2 separate regions of the Sus scrofa genome follow, and region 2 is linked to region 1. A link is a contact called in public Hi-C data. All regions are on one chromosome and are shown on one strand. The core of a region is the stretch at or near the end of the contact, and the rest is flanking DNA. Distances in the headings are between cores, read along the strand shown.

Region 1 (5,227 bases), core at 2,392-4,891:
ACACTGACTAGCTAAATGGATCAGGCCCAAGAGCAGTTGTTAGGAACAGATCCACAGAGGCCAAGGCAAAAAACACAAATTAATACAGTAGCGCAGGGTCTCGGAATAAGCATGAGATGGATGGCTGGCTGCTGAGACTGAACAGGGAAGGCTCCAGCCTGCGGTATCTCCACATAAATGCAGGCCACTGTGATCTGGTCTTCTAATCTTTTGAAAGAAGCCAGGAACCCAGAATTTTATGTGAAATGTCTCAATCTTTAAATGCTGGCAACTAATTCAATTTTTTTAATGTGTAGGCTAAAAAAAGTTCATGGACTTAGATATAACTCATAGGTCACCATCTTACATTTTTACCCTAGTCATTAACAAACTTGCTGGAATGAAAGCAGCCCAAGAATTACTTGCTAATGCGCCTAAAACTACTGGTACCCAAATTTCACTGCAGTATTGACACTAAAAAGTTCAAGAGTCTAAGTGCCCCCCAATAAGGGAGTGGTTAAATAAATTATGGTACAACTATGAGATATACAGAGTGTCATTAGAATGGATGAAAAAAATTCTATAAACTGATGTGGAAAGGTGTCAAAGTCTGTTAGTAAGTAAAAAAAGCGAGCTACAGAATAATGAATAGCATGATCCTATTAAATCAAAAAATGACACAAATGAGACTGTATGCATGAGTGTGAGAAGGTGTGATAGACAAAGGTCTGGAAGGATAGACACCAACTGTCCCCAGTAGGTCCATAGGAAAAAGGAAGGTGACTAGAATGAGGTTGAAAGAGAAGAGAGACTGTTAAATTTCCTACGAACTATATCTGTATGGTTGGAATTTTTCCAATGGGCACATAATAAGCTAATACATTTTAATGAAAAATAAATTGTAGCAGAGGATCTCATTCTGTGAGAGATACAGGTTGTAGTTTTTAGAGCAAATAACTGATACTAATTTTTTAAAAAACTGGATGGATGTGCTAACAAACCCTAAGCCTCCCCTTCCCTCTTCTTTTTGGGAATGTTTTCTCTGAGCTCAGAGGAAGTCTGCAGCTGCCCAGGACTTGTTTTTCTTTCACTCAAGATATCCAGGGAGATGCAGAGGGAAGATAGTTTCTAACAGTCACAGTGGCTGTTTTCAGTGAAATCTGAAGATGAACAGATTCACGAAAGAGTTCAATCCAGCCCAGGAGTGTAATAATCAATACAATCCTATCTCCAAGAAAATATTATGCAATGGAGAAGGGGGTGGATTTGAATACAAAACCACTTTTACCCGCCAAATCTTGATTTAATTAATAAAAGATTCTCCCTCACCAATGAATTTTCACACTGTGGGTATCCCCAAGGACAGAAGCCAATTCCTGGTTCTAAATCTCATTAAAAATAAAACTTTGGGTTGGTTTTTCTTTCTTTTCTCTTTTTTAACCTCTCCTCCCACCCCCATCAGCCACCCAAGTAAAGGAGATTCCCCCCCTTCCAACTACGACAATAGCATGATTACACCGCCACAGTTTAGCATAATGGCTCTGAAATGCTCGTGGCACATGGCAGAGTTAAAGTGGAAATTATTAGGTAGCTCTTCTTTGTTATAATAATGATCACTCCACAAATAAAAGCTCTTCTCCCAAAGGTACTGCAAGGCACAAAATGCTAATTCTGAAGATTATGTGTGCGCTTTTATTAAATATTACTATGCCCTGCCTGTTTGAGGGCTCCTCTGCTCTGATTGTTTTCTGAGTACCATGTTAATGTCATTCCCATCTTGCAAGCAGCAGGCACACATTTTAGCGTTTGTATGAGAGTTGATCAAAGGCCACGTGCTGGGGGAATTGCTGAGAAAACACGGACAAGCGATAAAAATCTAACAGATTAATTGGTTTAAATTTCATTTCAGGGTGTTGAACTTTGGCTCGGGACGCTAATACTACACTGTGAGTCAGGGCCTAATTACCAGATTTCCAATTTGCTTCTGCACAATGGTTGTGGTGAAAAGGAAAAGAGAGGGAAGAATGAGGAAAAGAGAAAAAAAAAAGGTGAAAGAAAGAAATCATTCAGCTTCCAGTACATATTAAACAACTAATGTTCCGTGTGCAGACAATTGCACCCGGGGACAATTCTATCACCGGCCCTACCTCCAAAGCATTTATATTTCTTTCCACTGGCCACGGAAGGCAGAAGAAATCATGGATGGCCTCAGCAGCTGGAAATTTTCTGATTCACAGAATCAGTGTTACAAGATTCGAGGGCTGGCTCACCCATATTGGAAGTACCAGGCTCTTTATTAGTGAGGTGAATTTATAAGCTGGAATCACACCTCAGCCTCCAATAGAAATGATCTATTTCATTGAGAGAAAGCAAAGGCCAGGAGAGCCCTGTTTACCTCGGGGTTTATGGGTGGCCTTGGGAATAAGGGTTAATTGAGCTCAGAGGTGCCTGCCCATTGAGGTGAATTAGTGGTGTGTGCAGCTATCAGCAGGGTCCTGGGGCTGCTCTTACTTCTGCCTCTGCAATCTCTTTGTGCTGTGATCAATACCACACTTGTTGGGGGTAGCTGTCCAGATGACCCAGGTGTAGCATTTATCATCTCTTATCCCCCAAATGAGGCCTTTGTGACAGCTGATGTCCCATTATGGAAACCTCCTTAGTCATGTGCTGTTTGGCTCTTTTCTCCATTCCTGTATTTAAATACCATGGGGAAGCAACACTCAATCTGTTGGTCAAAGGCACAGATTTAGAAATGTTCAAATCCCATTCTAAATCTTGACATTCCACTTAAGTGTATACAGGGTAATTTTCCATTTCTGTTATGCATGGTACATGAAAAAAAAAAAAGTGGAAACCCTCCTTTTCCAGAATTCTATTAACCAGAACTCTCTATGCGTGAGCATTTCTACAGAGCAGGTACTAATGCTTACAGGGGAGGAGAAGATGCCGACACCGGCCCTTACTGGCTTCTGAGTAAAGACAGAAAGATGCAGTTGTGTGAAGCTGACTTTCACAATCAGAGTATGAGCACATCTGAAAACGGGCAAGAGCTCCAGCTGTCAAATTCCACATCTGCCACACAGGGCAACCCTGAAGCAGTCATTTACTCTCTCTAAGCAGTAGTGCCCATATAGGTACCCACTTCATAGACCCCAGACAAATTTCACAAAGTGCCTACTTGGGTTTTGCTGTTTCACTATGGGCCAGGCACATAGGATGCTAGTTGCTACTATAATAATTATTGTCAGCATCAGTTCCCCATTAACCAGAGTTTATTTATCTACTAGAATACACCATAGTCTCACTATTTCAGGTCATGTAGTATATTGCAAAACTTTCATAGGAACTGCCAATTCAGCAACTTGCTAACATAGCTAAGTTTACTGAAGAGGTGGATTTGGCCTCAGTATTTACAAAGTAGAATGTTTGGCGGGGGGGGGGGGGGGGGGGAGTTCTCATTTGCCTGGAATGAATATTAATAGCAATCTTTTCAAAAATGAGGAATTAACTTTAATGTTATTGTCCCAAATTCTGGAGACTTGGCAGAAAATGTTGAGAAACCCATGAGCTCAGCTCATTTCTTTGGGACACTTGTGACCTCATAAAATCTCAGGCCTTTCACCCTTGTTATCTACTTGATTTGGTGAGGCCGTGCTTGGGAGCAAGCCTGTTTCACAGACTAATAGGGACACAAAGCACCCCCACTTGGACTCAGCGCACAGAATGTGCCCTTCCTGTTTAATCGGAACTATTGTTTTTGCTGTGGGTTTTTTTTTTTTTCTAAGTGAAATGATGACTTTCCTGACTGCTCTCAGCAGCAACACCTGCATTCTTTGATCCTAACAACTGGTAGCTACTGGCCAGGAAAGGGGGCAAACGGAGGGTGTGACCCTACAGGAAGCCTAGCCCTGTATATTTTCACCACGCACAGGAGGTAGATCTACTCTGAGCTCACCCACCCACCCGGCAACTGGAAGCCTTAGAAACCAGTAGCAGTTATGTCTGACCTGAACCCTAGACCATAGGATACAAACTTCACTTTCAGAATGCTAACCTCACCACAGACTCCTAATCGGCTAATAAACAGATGAATACACCTATTTGACTGTTTCCTCACTCACAAGGAAGCAGTCTTTGTGATGGTTATGCTCTTACTTTTAACTTTAGTTACCAGATTTATTTCTGCCTTCCTTTATTTTCTCTAGTAATTGCTCCATGAAGTTAAGCATTTGATTGTTTATAAGGGTTTTATTTAGCTTGGTTTGGTTACTTGTCTGCATTTACGGCCCCATCCACTAGCACGTCTAGATATTACATGGGGGGAGAAAAAAACAAAACAACATGTGCTATGGATGCAAAGCAGCCTTTCTCTCTCTCTCTCTCTCCCCCTGTATGTGTGTTTGTGTGTGATGGTGTGTTTGTCACCTTGACGAGTAATGTAACCCATGATTTAGGTATTTCTCAACCCCAGATGCAATTAAACCTCTTAAATATTAAACGAGAAAATCAAAATTTTCAAGGGTTTTGCATCCTTTATTCCAAAGTGATTTCATTTGGCAAGAAAGCCCTTTGCTTTGACAACATTCATGGCTCTCAGAGAAAACAAGAAAAGGAAAATTCATAGTTGAGAGAAGGAAACATAGATCCAGTATCCATCTATGTTAAGGCAGAGTTCACCTAGCAGGGCTATCTAGGTGTCTATAAACAGCACCACGGCTCAGTTCCAAACAATGCCTTTTGCTAAAGTCAGATCCAGCTCAAATGCTATCTACCTCCTGTTTATTCTTCAGATTTCTTATTCTATTCTGAACGAGCAAAATTCCTCTACACTCATGGGACACAGATCTGAACAAGGGAAGGACAGAAATTCTGGTGTGACAACCTGGTAACCCAACCATTCCAGGACAAGCACTTTTGGATTTCTGAGTTTGTCTATCTGAGAGCCAGAACTCTGTGCAGGTTTACTGCACAGAGTTATTTAACAATTTAGCAGTGAAAAATCTTGACATTTTGATGTACCTGTAACTTCTAAATTGCACTTTAAAGACTTACTGAAGGCTTTTTGATTTAATGACACGCAACACAGCATTGTTTCATAATATGCAAAAATTGTTTGTTAAAAACACTTCGGGAGCTCAGAATTTTATAAATCCAAGCAGTGAGAATGTACTCACCAATTCAAGTTTGATTTGCCAAATCCACAATTAAAATGTACAAAATATTAATCCTAGAGCAGCTAGCAAATGAT
Region 2 (5,708 bases), core at 3,159-5,658, 590 kb before region 1:
GCTGTAAAGACCTGGTGGGTCTCATTGTCCTTATTGTCAAGGACCCAGGAAAGTAGAACTTGGAGAGCTATTGCCCTAATTCTATGGCCTTGAATGAGTCCTTAAACTTCTCTGGACCCCATATCCTAATCCATGGAGTGAGACATTTAGATTGGAGCAGAAGTCTTCAAAATACTTCTTAAGCTTCAAAATAGAAGCTTATTGAAACAAAATTTTCAAGAAGTAAAACCTGGATAAGCATAAAACTGTTTGGATAGAGGTAGAAAGTGGGGGTGTTGGGACTGTCTTCTCTCCTTTATTCCCCGGACCCTTAGCACAGCTAGGTTTACAAAGACCCCATCCCAGATCAGAGGTTTTGCAAACTCAGGGGTCTAACATCTGAGTTCATTGGACTATGATGCTCTGCAGAGAGGAGCTGTCTCTTACTTAACTTAGCATAGTGCCAGGTACACAGCAGGCACTCAGTAACTGTGAAAGGGAGGAAGGGGATGAAATGATTGAAAAAGGAAAGAGAAGCAAATATTGCTGCGGAGTTCCAGAGGGCACCTGAGCCATTCAGATATTTTTAAGATGTTCTTTTTTGTTTTTCTTTAGAAAAGTCACCTGAAGCTCCCTAGCATCAGGCAGTCTGTGGGTTCTAGAACTTTTTTGCCTTTTCGATAAACTAAGGCCGCAAACTGAAACTCAGTCACGCCTGGAGAAATAGAGGTGGTTGGAAATGGACAAATCTCCAACAAGGCCAAATTGTTAAATCACTATTTCAGACTAAATGGGGTTTGACTGGCCAACAGTTAAAAACAGGGAAGCTGGGAACTGGTTGGGAGACTAGTTTGTTTCCAGGCTCCATGGTCAGGGTTTGGCATTTCACCTGCTAGATGGCGCTGTCCTCTAAGGAAAGACGCCCGCTATGCTCCAGTGGGGCTCAGTCAAGGAAACAGGAACGACTGAAGTTGAAAAGAACTGAGGGGCAAGAGGCAGAGGGGATGGAGCACAGCCCTTTCCTCAGCAGCAGTATCTCCTTTGTGCTGGTTTTGGTTCCCTTTATAGATCTTATTTTTTGTTTCATACACCACATGTGAAAATTCACAGGGCCTTTTGCTCTGAACAGATGTGAGTAAGAAGTGTGTGTGTGTGTGTGTGGGTGTGTGTGTGTGTGTGTGTTGTGAAGGAGCAGGGCAGGTCACTGAGGTCCCACCCCAAGGCTACAACTTACAAATGTCTCAGCCCTGGTCTCAGCCCTGGTCTTTGGCCTTGACTTAAACGAGATCAGTGGGAAAAGGAAACGGTCCTTTCTCCATGCTGCCTGCCAAGCGGGATGCCTCAGACTTCTCATGGCTTTATTCTAAAGCCTTCTAGCTCAGCTCCAAGCTGCACGGCGAAATTGCTTATAGGGACCAAGACCCCCTTTCTCTGGGCAATGTTAATATTAGACTGACATGCTGGCTCTGGGTCTGCATGTGAAATCAGGGATGCAGCCTGCAACTACTCCCACTCTATCAGCAGCCAGAAGGAAGGAAAACAAAGATAAGGTTAGGGGGATGGAAACCGGGAGAGGGGACCTAGGAGGAGGGATGGGAGGGCTGAGGAAAGACAGGAGACAAAGGAACAAAGAACAGAGGTGAAGGGTGAAGGGGATGGGGAGGGTGAGAGGGGCGCATGGGACCAGGTGTCCAGAGGGAAAGGAAAGGGCCGTGCAGGGAAGCCATGGTGGAGGAGAGAGGATGGACCAGCGGGGGAACAAGAAGACCAGGAAGCCAGAGTGGTGCTTTCAAGTCGGTGCTAATGCCGGGAAACTTAAAAGGCAGGGGAAGGAGGCTCTGCCAGGCAAACAGGAAAACAGAGGGAGAGGAAGTCTAGTAATTAGAGAAAACCTGACCAAAAGGAGAGGAAAACCTCTGTGATGGAGAGGTGGCAGAAAAGCAAGGCAGGAGATTGAGATCATGGCTAGCAAGCTTTGAAGCAGGAGGGTTGAAGCAAGGGAGGCAGAGAGCAGAGCTGGGAAGGAAAAAAAGAAAAAAGAAAAAAGGAGAAGGAACGAGCAAAACACAATGCACTAGACAGCAAGGGAACAGGGAGAGAACCATTGAAAGAATGCTTACCTTAGAGCCGTAAAAACCGGAACGTGTGTATTTTGGCCTGTGGCCATTGTCCAGGAAACACAGTGTGGCTTTTAAGCAAATTGTGGAGAGGTTGTGTCCACACGTTAGTAGCTTGCCCTGGTCTGCTGGTTGGAAATGCAGCTGCTCTGAGCTGCCCACTTGTTGGCTGGCAGCCTGCTATTGGGAACATCAGAAGGAACCCACTGTCCACACCTAAGCTCATCCCCACTCGATTTATGGTGCTCTAAGTTCAGAGGCAGCAGCTTCTCTTCTAGGGCAATCACTTCCCTTAGCAGCCCAAAGAGTTGAGATGTTGATCCTGTGGGGTGACCTGCTTGCTGTCTCTTGGAAGATGTTTTTTGGTGGCACTGGTGCAGAAGTTGTAGAAGGACAGAGCGGGAGACATGTTAAAGGTAATATAGGATGGAAGTTAACAGAAGGGACCCTTGGGTCCTAGAGCCACGCTTTGGTTCCTAGTCTCCCACTTTACTGTGTAAAACAGCATATGTTTCTTAGCCTCTCTGAGCCCCAGTTACTCATCTATAAAATTGGGCTTATAATCATACCTATCTCCTAGGGTTCTGATATGGCTTAAATGAGATGATCCGTGGGACTAGTTGAATGTCTAGATCATTTTGATGCTCACTAAATGTTAGCTGTTCTTTTTGTTAACATTAAAGACCTGATAACTCTCTCTGTGTGTGTATGTGTTTTGTGTGTGTGTGTGTGTGTTTGTGTGTGTGTGTGTTTGGGGGATTACTTCTGAATGCAGAGTAAGGAGCTTAGATTTGAAGGTATTTTAGCAAGGGAATGTTCTGTGAAAATCATTGTTTGTGAAAATGGATACAGCAGTGACATGTGGGCAGCTTTGCGGAGTAAGAGAGACCATTCTGGTGACCACAGCATGCATGCGATGGTAGATGCCTGGACTAGGGATGGTGGGGTGCTGAAAAAAATGTAACAGGTATTTTGAGAGGCAGCCCAAGCCCCCAGACTTTGATGATTGGATGGACAGGTGGTAGGAGAGGGACATTTTCAGCCTGCTTCCAAGGTTTGGAGTCTAGAACAGGGGTCAGAAGGAGTGCTCAAGTGAAGAATGATTTTTTTTTTTTGCATTTTTAAAGGATTGTTAAAAAAATATTACAGAGAAAATATATGGTCTGCAAAGCTTAAAATATTTAATATTTAGACATTTATGGAAAGAGTTACTATATTCAGCCTAGAGTTTCAGAAGAAGATGCTGCCCCAGAAATCAGGTGGCCTGGAAGGATTTTGGACAAAATACAATGACCCCCCAGAAAATTAGAGCACTGGGACTAAAGCTGGCGTGATGGTCCTCTGAATAATATACAAATGTGTACACATATTCATTCCACAAATGTTTTTTGAATGTGGCTCAGCAGACAGACAGACCTGGTTAAATCCTGGCTGCATCTTCCTACAAGTGATCTCACCAAGTTATCAACCTCTGTGTGTCTCACTTTTTCCACTTGTAAAATGTAGATGATAATTATACTTACCTCCTGGATTTTTTTTTTTTTTTTGGAGGAATAACTGTGATAAGACATGTCAAGCATTTAGGTAGTGTCTGGTATATATGACATAATAAATATTAGGTTTTTATTTTTATTGCGAAGCTAAAAGCCTGGAAAATGGACATGAACATGGCAGATGTGAAAGAATAGCAAGAAAGCAAATATCTCTTGACATTATTATCATCAATATCATCACTCTTTTGCTGTGTTTAGAACTTGGGGCCCCAGTGTTCTCATTTGTAAAACATGTGGTTTGCTAAGATGCCTTCCGACTCCGTCCTTTCCATCTTTTGTCACTTTCTTCCTCCTTCCCATTTCCCTCTCTCCCCTCTATGCGGTTACAAACACGCCTAATTCCCTTTGACACTTCTGACAGCCAGGTCATCTCTTCCCCATCCTCTTTAAAAACCCCGGTCATGTAAGAGCTGATTCTATTTTCCCCTCATTCCGGGCGATCTCTCTTCCTTTTGCAGCCCCTCCCCCTCCAGGCGTTTCCAACAAAAGAGTCAGGTCATTTTTCATGCGGTATCAGCCAAATGTCAGCCTCCGAAGCATTTGTCCTTGTTTCTCTGAGTGTCGGAAGTTCTCCGTCTTCCCACTAGGACTTTCTGAGAGCATGGAGTGGATCCCAGAATTTCTAATCCTCCCTGCTGCAACCAAGCCTCTTCCCACACTCAGAGAAAAAGGATTGGGAGGGCGGGGGGAAGCGGGCCGGGCGGAGGAGCAAGGCATGCAGGCCGGCTGGCTGCCGCGCAGGGTCTGTGCTGGCTGGCACGCTGCGCCCTCGCCGGTTGCTTACCGCTGCCTTGAGAGTCCAGTCTCGGGAGAGAGATTAGGGTCATCAAGATAAGGCAGAGAATATTCAAACTGGAAGCAAAAAGGGGCTGTTTTTCCAATAGTAAGTAATCAGGGAACGGCAGGATGTAATTTGTAGATTAGGAAAGTGAACAAAGAACATAAAATTAACTTTATAGCGAAGAGGAGCGCAGTCTGTTTGAAGAAATAAACCTCCATAAAGTATTATTGTTGATAAAATCAGACTGTTGATTTAAACTCAGTAGGAAAGATGACCAAATCAGGGCGAGGAAGGGGGCTCAGTGGAAGCTGAGGCTGAAACTTCAGGAGGGGATGGGCTGAGAGACCAGATGTGGCACTGGTGTGTGCGCGCGCGTGCCTGTGCGTGTGCATGTGTGTTGAGCGAGAGATGTCTCGTCAAAGCAAGGTTGCCTGTGCCGAAGACATAGATAAGAGAGAAGATCCTTTCCAAGATGCCTAAACCGCCTTCATTTAGGGGTTGTGTTTATTTTAAACTCTGAGAACAGATACTAGGCTTTATCTTAGCCCATAGGCTGAAAAGTGATTGTCTTTATTTTAAAGTAGCATTGACTTCCAAGCAGGGATGACAGTATACATGCTATGTTCCTGCACACACCCAACTCCACTGCCCCCTATTTTTAATTCTCAAATACTGACAAAAGCTCACCAGAAACACCAGTTACTCTCTCCATGAACACCGGTACTGACCTGGGTACCAAAGCCAAAGAGTCCCAAGGTCATGCCTTTGATTCTAAGGAGATAATGGAGCAGGGCTTGTCCTGTTTATCACAGGCAGTTTGGCCAGATTAGAATAACATCCCTGCAGCGGCAGTGAGAAATCCAGCTCTGTGCTGTTAGTTGCCCTGTATTTCCCCATGTCAATCCTTCTTGGCTCCACATTGGTGAGTAGGGGACACTGATGTGGTTTTTGTTATCTTTAACCTGCTGAGATAGGACTCTTCCCAAGGACCGCGGTTCAGAGAAGCACCCCTGTGGAGCAATGTGTTCAAAAGGCTCTATTTCCCCCTCTAGGTCCTTTCTCCTCCCTTCTCTGTCCTTCTCTGACCCCTAGAAACCACATCCCAGGAATTCCTTATTTTCTGATTTTCTTTAAGTTTCAGTGAATGGGAGGCATCAGGAGGCTGGAGGGGAGAGAGAGAGGGCAGGGTTTAATTCCCTGGATACTCTCCCTGCCAGGCTGCAGGCTGGCATTGGCTTTCTCTACTGAAGTTCAGAGTACTCCTACAGGTATAGGTTG

What was found. Hi-C and Micro-C count contacts between places; a contact is called where the count stands out from the background.
Region 2: a contact with region 1 is called in a Hi-C map of retroperitoneal adipose tissue, with 1.8 times the contacts expected there. The contact joins two enhancer-like sites. A contact is called at or near these places in 7 of 47 Hi-C or Micro-C datasets (embryonic fibroblasts, epiblast stem cells, heart right ventricle and 4 more) and 1 of 2 datasets of contacts at active chromatin or transcription factors (skeletal muscle).

What each region holds. Positions count from the first base shown.
Region 1 is chr16:64,642,320-64,647,546 of Sscrofa11.1, reverse strand. The region is part of intron 9 of EBF1 (transcription factor COE1); the gene reads right to left. Among named protein-coding and RNA genes, the nearest start is that of EBF1, 290 kb to the right of the region's middle. Within about 2 kb of position 3,641, at least 15 of the 83 cell types and tissues checked have an H3K27ac peak or open chromatin away from gene starts, as enhancers often do. A contact at or near this core is called in retroperitoneal adipose tissue, skeletal muscle and subcutaneous adipose tissue, where this site is marked.
Region 2 is chr16:65,232,186-65,237,893 of Sscrofa11.1, reverse strand. No RefSeq gene overlaps it. Among named protein-coding and RNA genes, the nearest start is that of CLINT1, 260 kb to the left of the region's middle. Within about 2 kb of position 4,408, at least 24 of the 83 cell types and tissues checked have an H3K27ac peak or open chromatin away from gene starts, as enhancers often do. A contact at or near this core is called in retroperitoneal adipose tissue, skeletal muscle and subcutaneous adipose tissue, where this site is marked.